Regions from separate parts of the Mus musculus genome. Here regions 2, 3, 4, 5, 6 and 7 are each linked to region 1. Evidence: chromatin contacts called from public HiCAR-type, HiChIP or PLAC-seq and promoter capture Hi-C data. All regions are on one chromosome and are shown on one strand. Each heading gives the region's core, a stretch centred on a gene start, on an enhancer-like site or on the middle of the called end of the contact. The rest is flanking DNA. Distances are from core to core; before and after follow the strand shown.

What was found. Promoter capture Hi-C pulls out the DNA fragments that hold promoters and counts their contacts. HiCAR-type assays count read pairs that join an accessible place to other places. HiChIP or PLAC-seq counts read pairs in DNA pulled down with a chosen protein or histone mark.
Region 2: a promoter capture Hi-C map of embryonic stem cells shows a contact between it and region 1, with 2.6 times the contacts expected there. The contact joins the promoter of Polr3b here to the promoter of Nfyb in region 1. A contact is called at or near these places in 4 of 39 promoter capture datasets (the C10 cell line, embryonic stem cells, liver and 1 more).
Region 3: a contact with region 1 is called in a promoter capture Hi-C map of pre-B cells, with 8 times the contacts expected there. The contact joins the promoter of Tcp11l2 here to the promoter of Nfyb in region 1. A contact is called at or near these places in 3 of 39 promoter capture datasets (hippocampal neurons, liver and pre-B cells), 1 of 115 datasets of contacts at active chromatin or transcription factors (differentiating embryonic stem cells) and 1 of 9 other capture datasets (adipose tissue).
Region 4: a contact with region 1 is called in a promoter capture Hi-C map of pre-B cells, with 7 times the contacts expected there. The contact joins the promoter of Platr7 here to the promoter of Nfyb in region 1. A contact is called at or near these places in 3 of 39 promoter capture datasets (the SN4741 cell line, hippocampal neurons and pre-B cells).
Region 5: a HiCAR-type map of astrocytes shows a contact between it and region 1, with 4 times the contacts expected there. The contact joins the promoter of Ckap4 here to the promoter of Nfyb in region 1. A contact is called at or near these places in 6 of 39 promoter capture datasets (the 3T3-L1 cell line, the SN4741 cell line, cranial neural crest and 3 more) and 1 of 115 datasets of contacts at active chromatin or transcription factors (astrocytes).
Region 6: a promoter capture Hi-C map of pre-B cells shows a contact between it and region 1, with 3 times the contacts expected there. The contact joins the promoter of Dohh here to the promoter of Nfyb in region 1.
Region 7: a contact with region 1 is called in an H3K4me3 HiChIP or PLAC-seq map of pro-B cells, with 4 times the contacts expected there. The contact joins the promoter of Gna11 here to the promoter of Nfyb in region 1. A contact is called at or near these places in 3 of 115 datasets of contacts at active chromatin or transcription factors (large pre-B cells, pancreatic cancer cells and pro-B cells).

What each region holds. Positions count from the first base shown.
Region 1 is chr10:82,762,845-82,765,465 of GRCm38.p6, forward strand. Nfyb (nuclear transcription factor-Y beta) reads right to left here and starts at 1,297. Exons shown (of 8, transcript NM_010914.2): 1 at 1,160-1,297. It also overlaps a transcript of Hcfc2 not described here.
Region 2 is chr10:84,621,017-84,623,637 of GRCm38.p6, forward strand. Polr3b (polymerase (RNA) III (DNA directed) polypeptide B) reads left to right here and starts at 1,282. Exons shown (of 28, transcript NM_027423.2): 1 at 1,282-1,522. The coding sequence starts at 1,451. It overlaps Gm17249 (a long non-coding RNA gene), which reads right to left and starts at 1,629. Exons shown (of 2, transcript XR_380645.4): 1 at 1,181-1,629; 2 at 1-442.
Region 3 is chr10:84,575,640-84,578,260 of GRCm38.p6, forward strand. It overlaps Tcp11l2 (t-complex 11 (mouse) like 2), which reads left to right and starts at 1,308. Exons shown (of 10, transcript NM_146008.2): 1 at 1,308-1,373.
Region 4 is chr10:84,552,019-84,554,639 of GRCm38.p6, forward strand. It overlaps Platr7 (pluripotency associated transcript 7), which reads right to left and starts at 1,320. Exons shown (of 4, transcript NR_040658.1): 1 at 1,242-1,320; 2 at 630-692.
Region 5 is chr10:84,532,584-84,535,204 of GRCm38.p6, forward strand. Ckap4 (cytoskeleton-associated protein 4) reads right to left here and starts at 1,305. Exons shown (of 2, transcript NM_175451.1): 1 at 864-1,305. The coding sequence starts at 1,283.
Region 6 is chr10:81,383,107-81,385,727 of GRCm38.p6, forward strand. It overlaps Dohh (deoxyhypusine hydroxylase/monooxygenase), which reads left to right and starts at 1,328. Exons shown (of 5, transcript NM_133964.3): 1 at 1,328-1,472; 2 at 2,613-2,621. Gm48551 (predicted gene, 48551) reads left to right here and starts at 1,328. Exons shown (of 6, transcript NR_168929.1): 1 at 1,328-1,472; 2 at 2,613-2,621.
Region 7 is chr10:81,543,859-81,546,479 of GRCm38.p6, forward strand. It overlaps Gna11 (guanine nucleotide binding protein, alpha 11), which reads right to left and starts at 1,304. Exons shown (of 7, transcript NM_010301.4): 1 at 934-1,304. The coding sequence starts at 1,069.

The sequences.
Region 1 (2,621 bases), core at 47-2,546:
ACTTAATCCATTAAGAATATCTCTCTTCATATGGAAAGCATTTTCTTCAGGGCAGGTTATAATCTGTGTAATAGCTCAAGGGAATGCATACATCTGCTTGGTGTTTGAAGAAATGCAAATCTGTATCCAAGAAAAGCAGATTCCCTTCCTCCAACCTCCTTTCTTTGGCATCGACAACCACAGCTTTGCATCGATAGAATCCTTAAATTAAGCTACAAAGAGCAGTGCAGAGGAGGAATCATTTGCCTTTAAAGGAATTCTGGTTAAACTCTCAGTATCTCATCCATAAAGCTCCTATTTATTAATGCCACTACTACTGACCAGTTGAGCCATCACTTTCTGTTACCGATTAGTTTCCTTACTGAGAGCTGAAGCCACTCGGGTGATTTGTGGCACCATCTACAAAAACTAGGGTCTGTGAAGATTAGCGGGATGCCATTTTTTTTAAAGGTCGTCTGCTACCTAACCTTGTCTACATCAAACAGCCCTCTTCTAGACTTTAGGCATGAAAGGATCTGCGGGTGCTCCGTAAATTCTTTGTTCTCGCAGACCCTCCCGCCCCCCCAGCACGGGTGACTGAAACCTCCGTGCAACCTCCAAGGCTCCCTTCCCACCTTCGGGGCAAGTCCGGGGCGAGCCAGGCGCCAGATGGCTGCATGCTGTAGGCGCGGAGCGGGCCGGGGGCCCGCCAGGCCGCTCGTTCCTCGCAGGGACCCGCCGCCTCGGCTCGCAGGTGCCCGGGCGGCCCCGCGGAGCGCATCCCCCCGCCGCCCGTGCCCAACGCCCGCCGCCGGCGGGATGCGGGAGACAAAGCGGCCGCTCCGGGGCGCAGCGTTCCCCGCCCGCCGGCTCCCCGGACAAAATGGAGCCGGCCCGGGGCTGCCGCCGCGAGAGCCCCGCAGCCGCCCGGCCCAGCCCGACCGCGGCTCGCGGCCCCGCGCACAAAGCGCCCGCCGCCCCGCGCCCGGCCCGGCCCGGCCCGGCCCGAAGCACAGCGGCCTCGCCCGGAGGCCCGGCCCGCCCGAAGACTGCGGACTGCGAGTGCCCCCGACCGCCGCGGCGTTGGCGGCGGGGACGGCGCCGGGAGGAGACGGACATTTCATTCGAGCTAAAGTGGAGTCGGTTTAGGAGCGATCATTGGCCGAAGCGAGACACAAACCTCCAATGCAGCCCTGGTTGGCTCCCGTCTCCAATCGGCTGTTTGGTTGGACAGAAAATGGCTGCGAAGGAACCAGTCCCAGCGCGGAGCTCCACTTCCAGGACTCGGCCTCCCCTCCCTCCGCCGCGGGCCGCTTCCCTCTACGTGACACCCTCCCTCCGCGACGCCCGCGCCCGAGGCCACGCCCCGGTCCGCCCCCGGCCCCGCCCCGGAGCCTCTGAGCAAGGCGCGCGGTCCGTAAAAGCGCGCGGGCGGGCTCTGGATGTTCGCTCTTCAGGGCGTCCGAGAGGCCGGCGTTCTCATCCAGAGCTCCACGCGGAAAGGCTTGCTCTGGCTTCTTTCTCCTTCCAGCTCCTCCTTCCCCACTAACCAGCGTCTCGCCCGCCTGAGTTCAGCCCCGGAGGGGATCTACACCTGAGCTACTTTCCAGAATGCTTTAGGCACCTAATGTTTTCTAGGTATCCCTCCAAGCCACCTCAGGCACACAGCGTTCCCTCTCAAGTCACAGTGAACAAAGATGTTAGTTTTTCATTTTAGCACACCATCCCCTTCCTCCAAGTTTAACAGGTAGGCTGTCCCAGCCGACTTCCACCCTGTACCCTGGTGCTGTGTTCTGGTGTTAGGTCTGCCCTACCAAGTTGGCTTACTACCTAAAGTGCTCATTTCCCAACCAGATAACACTGGGCTGCAAAAACTCATGGCCTCTGTGCATTTAAGGCCTTCCCTGTCGGCCTCACTGAAATCTGGATCAAATGTCCCTTGGCTACCATTCTCCCTTGTGGTGGTGATCCAAAATGTCCTGCATGGCCAGCCACTGCAAAGTACTGCAGGATACCTGCACCCAGATAGATGGAAAATTATTGTCCTAGGACTTAACAAGGATAAGTAAGCAAGACTGAAAGTTCTAGGTCAGCCAGAGATACATTAAGACCCTGTCTTTAGAAATAATAGTATGGCTGGGTCAGGCAGGTGCACGCCTTTAATTCCAAGACAAGGGAGGCAAATCTCAAGGCCAGCCTGGTCTACAGAGTGAGTTCCAGTACACCAAGGCTACACAGAGAAACCCTGTCTGAAGAAACAGAAACTGTAGTAGTAATAATTATAGAAGGCCCTGGTGTTGTGGCTTATGCCTTTTAAACCCATGACTGGGGAGACACAAACAGGAAGATTGGAAATTCCAGACCATCTTGGGCTCCCTAGTGTGTGTGTTCACGTCCAGCCTGGGCTACATAATCGGACTGTATCTCAAAAAAAGAAAAAAAGGTGTTTGGGTGTATATTCCATATAAGTATGTGCATAAAGTATACAGAAAGATTGAAATATGTTATTTATTGATATCCCGCTGTGTCTAGAATAAATAAATATTTCTCAGGTAAATAAGGAAGCAAGAACAAATGAGTCTTTCTCGGTTATTTCAAGAGGAGTTAGGAGCACCACCACCTGAATCTACCAAATTCTAGGA
Region 2 (2,621 bases), core at 32-2,531, 1.9 Mb after region 1:
TACCTCTTCTTCCCATGGGATTTTTCTTACCATTGGACTTGCATGAACTCATTTCCAATTTCAGTGACAAATCCTTTTGTCTTCTACCAACTGTGTGTTTACTATTCATAGAGATTTTTTATAGGTGTATCTAATTTTTTAAAAATTAATGGAATACAACTTTTAGCAATTCTTATGCTTTCTCCGTTGCCATCCTTGAAATCTTTCACCAATCAATGTTATTAATACATTACCTTTTCTTTGGAGACAGGGTTTCATGTAGCCCAGGCTGGCCTCGACCTTGTTAGGTAGCCAAGGATGCCCTTGAATTTCTGGATGCCCTCCTACCTCTAGCTTCTAAATGCTGGGATTATAGGTGTCTGTGCTGCCGTGGGAGGATTATGTGCAATCCTTCGTTTATTCGGTGTAGTGGTAACAAACTCCGTCCCTCTGACGTTTCCTTCTAGTGTTTTGTTAAGGTATATTTCATCGACATAGGATTTAAACATATTTTCCCCCAAACCGTTAATTAACTATTCTAATATAATTTATTGGGTTTTCCCTAAGAGGATCTTGGACCTCATTCTTCAAACTCCCTGAGACAGTGAGGTTGTGATCCTACCACCTCTACATACCAAATGCTGGGATTAAAGTCGTGGGCCCCTACACCCTGTCATAGCAGGAATCAACCCCAGGTGCTCTGGAAGAGCAACCAGTAGTCCTCAATCCCTGAGCCGCCCCTGGGTCCTAAGTCACTGATCAGGTCGCTCCCGTTTAAACCCTTCAATGGTGCTTTACTATTCCCAGGGAGAAAGTCTAACACCTTCTAAGAGTTAACACATTTCAGAATCAGGAAGGCATCTTTTACTGCCCCCTGGCTGTCCTGGAACTCACTTTGTAGGCCAGGCTGGCCTCGAACTCAGAAATCCGCCTGCCTCTGCCTCCCGAGTGCTGGGATTAAAGGCGTGCGCCACCACGCCCGGCTGATGCCTGTTCATTACACGCAGGTACCACCAATTATTTAAGCAAGGACTTTTGCTCTTCTGTACTACACAACATACAAGCAGTTTAGACTGAGTTAATTGAAATCTCTGCTTTAGAAGTTCATGTTGTGACTAATGTGTATTATCGAGTCATTTTTCAGATTAGTTATACAGTTAGAACTACTATACTTTGCCGTATTCAATCATTCTGGGGATACTGGAAATGAGCCTGTCAAGAGGCTAGGATTAGCCCGGCGAGACCTCGGAAGTACACCAGTGGGTGTAGTTTTCCACATCCGGCTCGGTCACTTCCGGGTTCCTCCGCAGGTTAGGCCCTGACCAGGCGGAACCTTTTGAAACGCCTCCCCGTAAACAAGCGCCACGGGGACACCGGAGGAGAACGCACACCACTCTCCGCGTGCTACTTGCTTGGAGCCGCACGGGCGGATGTGAACATTCTGCCGACTTCTTCCTCTACCGTGAATGGAATGGATGTTCTAGCCGAGGAGTTCGGGAGCCTGACTCCGGAGCAGCTGACTGCGCCGATCCCGACTGTGGAGGTAAGTGCCGTGAGCGCAGGCAGCGGAAGAGGTTGGAGACGACTAAGGAGGCGTTGCCGGGAGAGTTTTCAGGATGACGAGGGCGGGTCCCTGGGCTTCTACGCATGCTCAGAACTTCTGCACATGCTCGGAGCTCCGGGTGTGTGAGCTTTTACCAGGTGTGGTTCTTGAGCGTTTGTAGCAGCAAGTACAGATCTCTCAGTAGCGTCCTACGTTTAGAAGCTTAGCGAATGGCTCTCGGGTAAAGCTTTTCTAATTTAAGTGTGCACTGGCAAGAATTGGTCCTTGTGTATTCTCTCAGGAACCAATATCTTCTTGCCGATCTCACCTGGAAGGACACAGAGATCCTGAGAACGTAGGCAATGTTCTTGAGGTCCCATAGCCGGCTTTGGTGCTAAAAGTAAATGGGAATCTCACCCTTGTCATCATTTTCCTTTTACTCCACAGTTTCTTTGGACTGCAGGTTTAGTTTAAGTACCTTGACTATCCCTTCGTCCCCCATTTTTGATCTTGTATTTTCTTAGGGGCCCCTATAGCTTTCATCAGATTCTTAAAAGTTAAAGGATAATTGCTTCACGGTGAACTGCCTAAGGAAGTGCAGTTATTGACATGATTTTGTTTCCTGAGAAGGTATATAAATTCTCACTGAACCTTGACATCTTTGGCACAGAATAGGGACATCTAGGACTGAAGATGGTCGAGGAAGAAATTCAGGCAGAGGAACAGGTTGTACATGACCCCAGACACACCATCAGTTGTTTCAGGGGAACAAATAAATCTAGTGGAGCTAGGGGAAGAGGGCAGTAAAAGATGCCTTCCTGATTCTGAAATGTGTTAACTCTTAGAAGGTGTTAGACTTTCTCCCTGGGAATAGTAAAGCACCATTGAAGGGTTTAATTGGGAGCGACCTGATCAGTGACTTAGGACCCAGGGGCGGCTCAGGGATTGAGGACTACTGGTTGCTCTTCCAGAGCACCCGTGGTTGATTCCTGCTATGACAGGGTGTAGGGGCCCACGACTTTAATCTCAGCATTTGGTATGTAGAGGTGGTAGGATCACAACCTCACTGTCTCAGGGACTTTGAAGAATGAGTTCCAAG
Region 3 (2,621 bases), core at 58-2,557, 1.8 Mb after region 1:
GTAGGTTTTCTTGTTCAGAATAACTTGCCAACTAGGTTCAGTAGCTAACAGTGAGCTTCTAAGAGTGCTTTAGTTCCATTCTTATCCCACTGAACAAGAAGATCTCTTGGGTAGGCAAATGTTAGGGACTTGGTTATAACCTCAGACCAGTCCATGCTGTACAATTGTATTTCTATCTTGCTTTAAACTATTGTCTGCTTTTGGTTTTCTTCTTTCTAGAATGATAGTAGACAATTTGCCTCCACAATCCGATATGATTTTAGTCCTAAACAGGAATATTTCAGCTTATATAAAGTTCATTTATTTTTTTTGTATGACGCTACCCACAAGTAATACCAACTTGTACCTGGCAAAATAGTGGTTCTGTTTCTTTATGCCCAGAAGCAAGCTCACGAGAAGTTATGCTTAGTAAGCCTGACCACACAAGAGCCCCTCCCAGCACTTATTTACATTAAGCCTGGTTGAAAACTCTCCCCAAGATAAGCGCCGCCAAAGAACCCTTAGAAGAAGTAAGACACTTTATCTTTGTGCACAGGCGAAGCCTTCGGAGAGCTTAGGTAGGTGTGGCTCCCAGAAACCAATCGTCCAATTCAAGGGGCAAATCAGGACCCGTGTTTACAAGAACATGTTGACACGTGTGGATGACGCGGTTGGACGCTGATGTGCGTGGGACAGCCTGTTTGGAATGTTGTTGACTCGCTTGGCCCGGTGTGTGTGGCCATTGTGAAGGTGGGCATGTAGTGTTTTTATATTACTGCCGCGAGCGGACACCAGAAGTCTGTCCGTTCGGTTGGAGTTAGTCCATTTCATCCTACCTGGTAAACTGAAAGAAACAGGATTGGGGGCGTCACCCGCTGCACTTAGGCCCCGCCCTTACACAGCCAGGCCCCGCCTCCGAACGCTTTAGGCCCTACAGCAGCCCAGGCGCTCCCGGCCGTAGGCTGCCCCAATTCCGTGTTCACTCCTCTCCCCGCCCCTGGCGGTCCGGACCGTACCACCACTGAATATAGGGAGCACACATTTCTCGTGTGCAAATGGCTTTCTGTCTGAGCCTTCTTCAGCCTTCACGATAGAAACGTGAGAAAGCTATGGTTTTTGTAGACAGACTCTTCAAGAATTTAGGGATCTTCGCCAGAACCCTGCCCTGGATTCTGGCGCCGCGGTGCTATAGTCCCCCTCCAGTTCCTTCCCGAATGGTCGCGCCCAGGGAGTACCTCTGGGCCCTTTAAATACCGCGTGGGGCTGCGGGGGGGCTCCAGAGTTGACAGACTGCTGAGTCTCCCCTTGTCTGCGACGCTGGTTGAGGGGGGATACGCAGAGCCCCGCGACCCCCGCCACCTAGCTTTCCTCGAGTCTCTACGCGGGATCCGGGGGTGCGTACCCATCCCAGGGGAGGGGCCGTGGGATCTGAGGGGACCGCGTCTCCTTATGGCAGCGGGAGGGCTCCTTGTGCCCTCCGAGTTCGGGACATTTGACCTCGGAGTCAAGGCTTGAAGTGGGGCACGGTGGCAGTGGTGGCCCAGGCTCTGCCGGGGCCGCTTGGTCGTGATGACATCCCTTTGGGTGCGTGCCAGCGACTGTGCTCAACGGCGCGAGACGCTCTGGGCTCCCCGTGCGGTCAGGTCCCCAATCCCTCGTCCCTGGAGGAGTGGGACTGAGCCGCGGTGGGGCCCGGCTGGGCCTCGGCCCTATGTTTGGGTCTTGTTGCTGGGTTTCTCGAGAGCTGGGTTCTGTCCCGGCAGTCCCCTCCCCCAAACGTTTGTTTTGACAGGAAACGTGGTGCTGCTAGAGGGAGGGGCGAGCAGAGAACGTGGGCGAGCGGGCAGGACTCCTGGGACTTCCGTTGGACTTGACTGTCCAGGAGGCCAGCTCAGGTCACATCTGGGTCAGACCCTTGCCTTCTCAGACCCTTGCTTTGCCTTGCTTTGGGTGGCGCCACAAAACATAGCAACGAGATTCGGTGGCACGTGGATGACACAGTTATGTGTTTACGTTAGTACAAGAGGAAAAACTTCCATTAAATGAGCGATTTCGCAATGTTTACTTCTAAAATGCGTTTATTAGACTGGGACTGTAGTTCTGTGGTAGAGCACTTTACAGGACTGTAGGTTCTGTCCTCCCCCAACCACAAGAAGCCCAAATCATGTGTTTAAACACAAGAATCCAGTCAACAAAGAAGGGTTTGTTAAACTACCGTTACAAGCAGAGTAGAAACACTTGAGTGGTTCCAGTGAGAATGGAACCTCCCTCTTTCATCGTTGTCTTGGTACCTTAACGGTAAAGAAACCAGGCAACTTGTCTTTGTCCTTAGTGGGCTGCTCAGCACAAGGTGGTGTTCAGCTCTCAGCTCTTAGTTAACCTACCTCCCAACTGATAATTTCAACCAGTTCTTACACTGGTTCCTGGGCTAGGAGTCCCCATCCCACCTCCACCTCCACCCCGCCCCGTCTACTCTGCCTTTTTCCTACCCCCATGGATTTCATACATTGCTCCACTTGAAGTGACCCAGGGCTGAAGGGCGCCTTACCCCCCGGGTGTGCAGCACAGGTGTTAAACTAGGCATCAGGGATGGGGGGGGGGCGGGGGCAACGCTTTCCAGGATAAAAAGTGCTTAGAAATCC
Region 4 (2,621 bases), core at 70-2,569, 1.8 Mb after region 1:
ATAGCCAACCTCAAAGCCCAGTGACACACTTCCTCTAACAAGGCCACACCTCCTAATAGTGCCACTCCCTGTGAGCCAAGCATTCAAAGACATGAGTCTAGAGGGGGGTGGGGGGAGGCAGCAAACCTATTCAGACCACCACAGGGTTAGGGTTGGCTAGCTCATTGAATGTTACCCAGGCTGAAACTGCTTTCAGTATTCTCTCGGGCTCTGTTTTAGCCGAGCCTACATCCTATGATACTGTCTGCAGTCTTCTGAGCTCCTGTCAGTGTTGGTATTTTGACATTCACAATATTATCTTCAAAGACTCTAATCACAGAGCCCCATAACACGCTAATATTGATGAAAATTTTGAAATATTATGAGAATAACCAAATTGTAACACAAAATTAAATGAGAACATGCCTTATGGGAAATGGCTCTGGTAAACTGCTTTACGGGAAATGGCACTGGTAGACCTGCCTTGGAAGATGCACGGTTCCCAAACCTTTCACTTAAAAAAAAAAATCACAATTTTCAACCTGATAACAAAATCTAGGTAACACTGTTTCTAAATAAGCAAATTATCTGAACAGATACTTTTCAAAAGAAGAAATACAAGTCTGGAACTAATAGAAAAAAATACTTACCATCTTTAGCCCAGAGAAATGCAAATACAAGCCACAATGAGATTCTATCTCCTCTCAGAATGACTACCAAAAACAAAAACCAAAAAGGTGGTAAGCATCAAAAGAGAGAAGGTAGAGAAACATATAGAATGAATGTCCATTGTGATTCTTAATTTTTAAGATTTTTAAAAATTATTATTTATTTTATGTATGTGAGTCCACTATAGCTGTCTTCAGACACACCAGACGAGGGCATCAGATCCCATTACAGATGGTTGTGAACCACCACGTGGTTGCTGGGAATTGAACTCAGGACCTCTGGAAGAGCAGTCAGTGCTCTTAACCGCTGAGCCATCTCTCCAGCTCCCATTGTGGTTCCCTAAAATCTTGATCTTTATATGACCTAGCTTTCCCACTTTTGAGTATATATCCAAAGACAACTAAAACAGAGTATCAACAAGATGTCTACATGCCCATGTTTAATCATGACAGTATTCATAATAGCTAAGACACTAAGTGACCCTAAGGGCCCTTTAATAGATAAAGAAAATGTGATCTATGTTCACAACAAAATATCATTCAGCCATAAATAAGAATGTCCACAACAAGATCCTATTGCAGAAAACACCACACCTGGTAGTTGTAAGCATGATGAAACCGAGCTGGAATTGAGCTGGAATGTCTCCCCTGACTTGCTCTCTTCAATAGTGCTGGAAAGTGATGTGCAGGTGGCTGGGGTTTGGGCATGGGGGAGTTGTTAAGGCTACCAACTGTGTTACATACCTGTGTACACTATATGCCATACTATTGGTCTGCCAGGCAAGACATGCCTGTGCATGCAGTCATGGCATGGTTGCTATAGAGGTAAACAACTGCTCTCTGATTGGACTTGAGGCCTGCACCACAGGAAGAAATTCATATCTGCTACTGTAAACAAGGTCAAAAGCCCATGGCCCAGGAGGTCATAGGCCCTAGAGGAGAAGCTACTACTGTTGTTCCTAAATGAGCTAGGAAGCCCCAGAGCTAGCTAGCTAGCGAGGTTTCCCACCAGTACTCTCTGGATATGATTAAAAGCCCTTGCCTCAAAGAATATGGTGAAAGAATGGTTAAAACTGATTCTAGACATCAACCTTAAGCTCCACATATGTACGCATACATGTGCATGTTTCCACACATGTGTGTCCACACACATGCAAATACCTACATACTACACACACATATAACACACATACACAATCACACACACAGAGGACAGGACAGAGAGAGGTTGGGGGAGATGTGAATAGAGGTTGGGTTTCATTAGTGCACACTGCATGCATGTGTGGAAATGTCACACTGGATGCCATTAACATGTATAATTAATATATGTTAATAAAAATGAAACAATTCTCTGAAAATGAAATTATCTTAAGAGGACAGTAAAGTGAAGTGCAATAAACTAGTTGTACCAGTTCCTCTCTGCAGCCTGGGGAGGGAAGGTCACCTTCTCTCTTCTCTCTCCCCTCTTTCCTTCTCCCTTTCCTTCCAGCTTCAGTCTCTCCACATGACGAGATAAAACACACTAAAATTTCAAAATCAGTGTCCTGAGGAAATTTAAGGCCTTACCCAAGATCTCCACAAGTTGCTTGGAAACATCTTTTCTGAAGTTTACTATCCTAGCCACTTCAGACTCCATGAACTTGTACATTGAGATGGTCTACCTTCCCGTCTCTGGTCCTATGTGCCTATGCAGGCAATAGTGACATGATGCTATGAAAGCAAACAACTGCTCTCTGATTGGCTGTGAGGCCTGCACCACAGGAGGAAATTCATGTCTGCTACTATAAACAAGGTCAAAAGCCTATGGTCCTGGAGGTCATAGGCCCTAGGGGAGACTGTTATAGATGGAACAGCAGCCCTTCTTCAGTCTCTATGGAAACATCCCCCACGCTCACTTAGAAGGCAGTCTAAATACATAGATATGGTCAGAGACATTGGGGAACTGAAGAGAAATTTAGACAGCTTCAGAGTGAA
Region 5 (2,621 bases), core at 55-2,554, 1.8 Mb after region 1:
GGGTAGAAACTGAGCAGTTTGCCATGAGAGTTGTCTGGTCATTCCTGAAACAGCTCGCTGGGGAATCCTTCCTCACGAATGGCCCACACTTTCTTCCACAATCTGCGACTCAAGCCAGCTGTGGTCTGTGTCAACTCACTTTGTGTCTCTTAAACCTCAATATTCGGGTCTGGAAAATGGAGTCAAATTTGTCAGCCCTCTCTTCCTCCCTCTAGTTAACTCTTTGAGTGAGGAAATAAAATACATGAATACGCTGTCTACACACCACATAAGTGTGATCTAATACTTCTGGCCTGTGTTTCCCCTAAAGCTGGAGTAGGCGACTTCAAAGGCCCACATGGGCTCCTTGGTCCAGCTAAGGACAAGGGACCTAAAGATAGACGTTTCATCTGAACTTAGCAAATGACTAAGCTCACTAGCTTCCCCCACCCCCACCCCCAAAACTCTAGGTCTATTAAAAACTGGCTCGGGTGACTCCTACTGGCATAGCCAAGGTGAAGTCTTGACTAGAGGCTTCCGGGGATGCGATGATTTCCCTTCCAGGCTCCTGTTCGGGCAACTCTGTCCATTCAACGGTTCCTAATGCAAAAAGAATGGGCTACGTAGAGCCTGCCGGCTTCCTTACAGGTCACCGCTAATGTCCTGTGACAGGCCCTTGGCCCATCCTCCCCCAATGGTCTGGCCATCCTCAGAGTCCGCTCCATCCCTCTCTGAGACCATTAACAAAGCGGGTCTGGGACCGCCCTGGCGACTAGGGCGCTGGGGTCCCAGCTCTTGCCACAGGGCCTGGGCAGGAAAGGACCAGGGCCCCTTCAGGGAGGGCAGGAGTAGAGTCCCGACCCCGCAAAAGCTGGAGTACCCACCTTCTGCTCGACGCCCTGCAAGCCCTGGCCCAGCTCATCCCTCTGACGGGAGAAGTCCTGGTGGCCACGCCGGACCTGCTGGACCTCCTCCAGGACGTGATGGACATACCAGCCCGAGAAGGCGGCCGCCGCCACCAGGGAGAGGTAGAAGAGAAAGTTGAGCACCCGGCCAAGCCTGCGCGAGCAGGACGCGGAGGACGCGTTGGCGGTGGCGGCTGAGGACCGGCCGCGGTGGCCGCCCCGGTGCGCCTGGTTCTGCGGGTGCTGCGGCGGGTGCGGCGCGGGAGGCTGCGGCTGCTGCGGCGCCGCCGGCGGCTTCTTCGCCACGTCATCCGCGCCGCCCGACGGGTGGGCGCCCTTGTCCGAGGGGCTCGCGGCGCCGTGGCCGCCCTTGGAGCCCCTTTGTTTGGCCGAGGGCATGGCGGCGGCGGCGGCTCGGCGGGATGGGCGAGCGGGGCGCGCGGCCCGGGACGCTGGCTCCGGCTCCCACGGGGACTGCGCGGGCGGCACGCGGGCGCAGCGGCGTCGGAGCGGCCGGGAACGTGGGGCGACGAGGAAGGAGGCCGGCCGCGGAAGGAGGAGGGGGCCTGGCTCCGCCGCCGCCGCGGCGCCGACCCCGCCTCCCGGGAAGGGAGGCCGAGCCCAGCCCGAGCGCCTGCCACGCAAGCGGGCCGCCGCCCCTCCTCCCTTCGCTGCGACCCCGCGGAGGGCGGGCGGAGCCCGGCGGGGCGAGGCTGGGCGCGGCTGCCCGGATGGCTGAGACTCCCAGTGCCCCGGCTACCCTCGAGAGGAGTCAGCGGGGTGGGGGTGCCTCCTGAGCACTGTGCTGAGCACGATCCCCACCCGGGCCGAGGGGGAGTGCTAGGGGGAGCGGAAAGCACGGTTCTGGAAGGTGGGGACAGGACGGGGGGGGGGGGGGTCAGACGCCCTACTTGCCCACCACTAAGCCGGGAACACCCCTCCTCTAAGGCCGCCCTGCAGCCGGGCCAGGCCTGTCTCTTCCCGAGAATTTTTGGGCTCGAAGGACTCTGCACCCAAGCACCTTGGGTATGGACTAGAACTTGTCCTAGGGAGCTGAGTTACTGAGTTATTGAGTTACTGAGTTACAGACCCTCTTTGCCTGGGCAGTAGACTGTATGCAACACCCCCAGGCCCCTTGGTTCTCTTTTCTTTTGGGGTATCATACAGTCTCTCCACAGCTCCAGTTCCTGACAGGCTCTGGGTTGAGTGTAGAGAAGCCATCAGCACCCTCACTTAGAGGGACACAGGTTGAGGTTGTCACTTCCACATTTGTAAAAAGAAATATAGCAGTGCCAGACCTGTGCTTATCAGCTGGTATGGGCTCTAAAATCCTCGCAAAAGCTTTGAACGGTTGAGATTACATTTGCCCATTTTATAGGAAACACACAAGGCTGAGCCTCGACCCCAACAGAATGCCTCAAGGTCCCACACAGCCGTGTTTTGAACCTTGGGCTGATGCTTCTGAAGCCCATGGGTGAGTCTTCACTCATGACTGGGAGGGAAACCAGAGCCCACCATCAGTGCAGATCATTGGTAATACCAATCTGGACCTTTTCCCCTGCACCTGGCTCCCGCAGTCCTAGTGTGTACTTCTGCGCGGCAGAAGTAGGGATGCTATTTCTTCTGTCTGTAACTTCCTCCCAATCTGCTTAGAAGGGGGAAAAAATTAGAAACAAAACTGGAATCTTCCCATGTTCAAATACCACCACTTCCATACTTTGGTGGTCACATGCCCGA
Region 6 (2,621 bases), core at 78-2,577, 1.4 Mb before region 1:
ATTGTTATTACCATAAATTAAATTTACATAATTATGTAATAACGGACTTCATGGAGGCTGGAGACATGCTTGGTGGTTGAGTGTACTGACTGCTCTTCCGGAGGACCCAGGTTCAGTTCTCAGCACCCACATGGTGACTCACAACTCTGACTCCAGTTCCAGAGGATCTGTCGCCCTAACATAGACACACATCCAGGCAAAACACCAATGTACATAAATCATTAAAAAAGTAATGAGGAAGCCAGGCGTGGTGGCACAGGCCTTTAATCCCAGCACTCGAGAGGCAGAGGCAGGCGGATTTCTGAGTTTGAGGCCAGCCTGGTCTACAAAGTGAGTTGCAGGACAGCCAGGGCTATACAGAGAAACCCTGTCTCAAAAAAAAAAAAAAAAAAAAAAGTAATGAGGAGGCTGGAGAGATCAGTGGTTAAGAGTACCGACTGCTCTTCCAGAGGTTCTGAGTTCAATTCCCAGCAACCACATGGTGACTCACAACCGGTGTACTTATATATTATAAGTACATCTTTAAAAATAAATAAATAAATCTTTAAACCAAAAAAGTAATGAACTTCATGACATTTACACACACACACATATATACATTTGTTTTGTTTTTTCGAGACAGGGTTTCTCTGTATAGTCCTGGCTGTCCTGGAGCTCACTTTGTAGACCAGGCTGGCCTTGAACTCAAAAATCCGCCTGCCTCTGCCTCCCGAGTGCTGGGATTAAAGGTGTGCGCCACCACGCCCGGCTTTTTTTTTTTTTTTCTCCCCGAGACAGGGTTTCTCTGTGTAGCCCTGGCTGTCCTGGAACTCACTCTGTAGACCAGGCTGGCCTCGAACTCAGAAATCCACCTGCCTCTGCCTCCTGAGTGCTGGGATTAAAGGCGTGCGCCACCAACGCCCGGCATATTTAAAAATTTAAACTTCGACTTTATGGTCATGTCACTGCCGTATATCCTGTTGATCCCCAGAATCGAACTCATTCTCAAATTGACTGCAAGTGCCCTCACTGCTGAGATTGCTCGTAACGCCTATTTTATCTCCCATTTCTTTTCCTCTGTTTTGGTCCCAGAGACCATTGGCCGCGCCCTGTAGAACATAGCCACGCCCACTATACACTGCGCATGCGCTATGCACGGCCGGCCCGGTTGTGCTGTGAATGGGATCAAACCATTTTCTTTTCTCTATGGGAGAGACGGTCGGAAACTCTTCTTCCGGAGGAAGACCGGAAGTTGCTTCTCCGGCTCTTAGGACAGTCCTGGGGCGTCGCTGCCGCATCGTTCCGGGTGTGGTCACCCCTAGTCGCGACGATGGTTCCGCCCAGCATGGTCACGTGGCCATCAAGATGGCGGCGTCCAGAGGACGTCGCGCGAGATGCGTCCGCGGACCTGTTCTTGGAGCTGTCGCAGCGACTCTCTCCATCTGTCCCGAGTATACGGAGCTTATTGACGAGTCCCTGTAGACGAAAACACGGTGAGCAGTGCCAGAAGTGCCCCCCCTTCGGGGGACTTCCGCTTTGAGGTACTCGCTGCTCCCGGGAGCGCTGGGATTTCCCTTGAGGGGGTCCTACGGGGAATTGGACCCTTTTCCTTCAGTATTTGACGTCACACAGGATATCATGTAGCCCAGGCTAGCCTCCAACCCACTGTGTGGCTACGAATGGCCTCCTCCTACCCCGTGCTTAGCTGACAGGTTGGCCGCCTATGCGGGGCTCACGTGCAGGCCGGCCCGCGCTTGACCTCTCAGCTTAAGTATTTGGAAACAGGATCTCCTGGGACCGGTTATCTTCCTGCTTCAGCCTCTGCCCAGCCTGGAGCCTTTTTGAATTAAGCGGGAGGCCCCATACCTCGAATGGGCACTCTTGGACCCACGAGATCCTTGGTCTCCCCTGTTGTTGCTCGGGGTAAATCGGGATGTGGGTCTCACTGCCACACAGCTGCTGCCAGCTCCCGTAGACCTGCTTCATGTGTGTTGATGAATTCCATTTTCAAGGTGTGACTGTAGGCTGATGGGCATCACTGGTGAGGCAGCCATACCTGCCTCATTAAACTCGGGGACGCTGGGTGACATCAGAGCCCAGAAGGCCTTCCAGCTTGCCACAGCCTGCTAGTCCAGTTTGTTATGTATGCATCTGCTGTATGTCTAATGGCTGACAGGGGCCGGTCCTCTTATACTGGACGATGTCTGTTTCCGTGTTAATTCATCCGTGAAAGAAAACACCTGTGTGGGAGTGTTGTCCTGCATCTATGGGGCCATGCAGAGGGTACAAGTTGTGCAAAGGCAGGAGCAGGGAGAAGTCCGGAGGGAGGAGGGGACGGATAAAGTGTATCCCACAGGGCTACATGAGAACCTCCAGTAAGGTGGTGTGGGAGGCAGGGGTGAGATCCATTTTGCAACTGACAGTTTCTAGATCCCTCATCTAAGCTATCCTGAAAAAGTCTGGCCAGGTGGTGGTGGCGCATGCCTTTAATCCCAGCACTTGGATGGATGTGGAGAAAGTTCTGTGGCCTGGAGCTCAGGGGTCCTCCTGCCTCAGCATCCCGGGGCTGGAATGGCAGATATGCAGGTGTGTGCCCTAGCTTGAGATTTCCCCTTCTCCTTTTTCTACCGTAGGTTTCTACT
Region 7 (2,621 bases), core at 54-2,553, 1.2 Mb before region 1:
CAGGAAGTGACAGACACACATTGAGCTTCCCTGGGGTGGGTGGGGTGTGGAGAGGACAAGACTGGACCCCCAGGAGGCAGGACAGGGCCAGGGAGGCTGCAAGGCTGACTGCTGTCAACCTACTGGGTTCCGGCACAACAGAAGCCCAAAGAAGAAAAGCCACCCACTCCAATGTGGAGGAATTCAGAGGATCTATGGAAAAGAGAGGGAGACTGAGGAGTACCCACGAAAGCAACAAGCCAGAAGCAAAGCAGGACCATTTGGGTGTATAGTCCTTGGAGGTAGAGAGGAGGGTGCAACCCTTTGGGAACTGTCTTGGGGAGTCTGTAATCCAAAGGGGCATCATGAGAGCAAGACAGCTTACAGGGCTCACCGGAGGCTATGTGGGGACAATGGAAAGGAGAGAGCCTACTTGGTGCGGCAGGGCCAAGGGCCACCTCCGTGCAAGAATTCTCAGGAGCGACAGAAAGCAAGTCTCCCAGGGTCCTGGGGCCCAATGTGGCCAGCAGATGCAAAATCTCACCACAGATATCAGAGGCAGGAGGCTGACCCCGAATGAATCTAAGGCCTGGATAACAGAAAGGCTGGCCACAAAGGGTCGCACAGGCTGAGCCCAGGGGACCACACGGGAGAAGCTGGCCACCACAGGCCCAAGCCACCTGCACTGCTCAGGGTGCAGCGATCCCGGAAGGGCTGACCGCTGCAGGGCAGCGCTGACTAGTTGCCCCGAGGACATCCGAGGTGGCCCGACAGGCCGTGGGCAGCGGTCTGAAGGGGTCGCACCCGACTGTCACCGCGCGCTACTCGCCGGGGACCAGAGACCGCGGCGGCTGCAGCACCCTGCGCGCGCGGAGACCCCGGCAAGGCCCGGATGCCCCGTGCACCCACCCGGTCCCCGTGACAGAGGTCCCACGGCACGGGCACGCAGCTCACCAAGTAGCAGCAGCTTGAGCTCGCGCCGGGCGTCGCGCTTGTCCCGCCGCAGCTGTTTCTCGATCTCCGCGTTGATGCGCTTCGACTCCTTCACCTCGTCGCTCAGGCAACACGCCATCATGGACTCCAGAGTCATCGTCGCGGTCCTCCGGCTGCCGCCGGCCCGGCCCTACCTCTTCCCGGTTCCCCGAAGGCCACGGCCCGGCCCCAGAGGCGCGTCCACCGTCCGCGCCGTGCAGCGCAGCCGCCGCCGCCGCCGCTACCCGCAGCCGTCGCCACCGAGCGCCGGCGCCCGAGGACCTGAAGCGCTGCCACGGGCCCCGGGACGGGCAGGCGGCGCGGCCAATGGGAGGGGCCGCACGGCTGCGCGCGCGCGCGCGCCGCAGGGACAGGACTTTAGGATCGCCTGGGGGCGGGGCCTCGCCGCTCGGGGGCGGGGTCTGGAGGGCGCAGCGCAAGCGCGCGTGGGGTTGCGTCGACGTGGGAAGGGGTTGAACGGTTCGCGGCTGGGCGCGGACGCCGAGGATTGTGGGAATGGGGAGGACTCGGAAGCCCGAGCTCGGTTCCTTTCGGGAGGCGAAGCGAGGCTCGGCTCGGGGAGGCGCCGCTCGGCTACACTCGGCTCCTCTCGGCTCGGGCAGGCGCCGCTCGGCTGCGCTCGGCTTCTCTCGGCTCCCCGAGGCTGTGCTGAGAGCGCCAAGAGAGAGGCTGCAGTTCTCTGGAGCGAGGCCGTCACCGCCTGCGGATGTGAGAAAACGCCCTGACCGGCTCGCTCATCCATTCCTAAGCAGGCCTATCGTGTGCCAGGCAGAAATTCATGCCCTACTGTGTACAGTACATTCATGCAGCACTCGTTAAATACCACACAGGTCACAAGTATGAACACAATGCTTGCTGTAGAGTATACACTGATGCGGCAGCCTGTGGTAGCTCAGGCATTAATATCACATCTACTGTATACCAAGCCTTAAGGAAACACGCATATGTAACTGCCACATTCAATATAGGGTATACAAACCAAGTGTTTTTCACATATACAACGTATGCCAAATATGAATGCTGTGCCTGCCGTATACCACATATTGTATATAGCTCCTACTGTGTACTATGTGCTGATGCAGCACAGTACCTCCTATTAATATGCTGCCTGATTTCATATATATATGTGTGTGTATATATATATATATACATATATACATATGTCATATATGTGTGTATATGTACATATGTGTGTATATATACATACACATATATGTATATATGTATATGTGTGTATATATATACACACGCACACACACACACACATACATACATATATACTGTCAACCAGGCTTACTGGCAGGTGAAGAATAAGCATTATTAACAGTCTGCCTGCTGTATACCAAGCACCAATTTACGCTGTTGTTGTGCATGTGAACGCCCATGAATGTGGTTTGCATGTGCTGGAGTGGAACCCACCCCACCCCCGCCCCCCGCATGTACCAGGCAGGTAAGTTCCCTGTTGGTGGGTCAATCTGAGTCCCCCAAGTGTAAACTAACTCACAAACCTGAGAAGTGTTTTCTACCTTCCAGAAAGAGGCATGCGTACCCAGTCAGCACTCAATCAGGGCATGTGTCAATAATAAGAGACTACAAAGAACTTGAAAGTCAGGCCTGTGCTGCATGCGTTCCTGTCCCAGTCCCTGCCT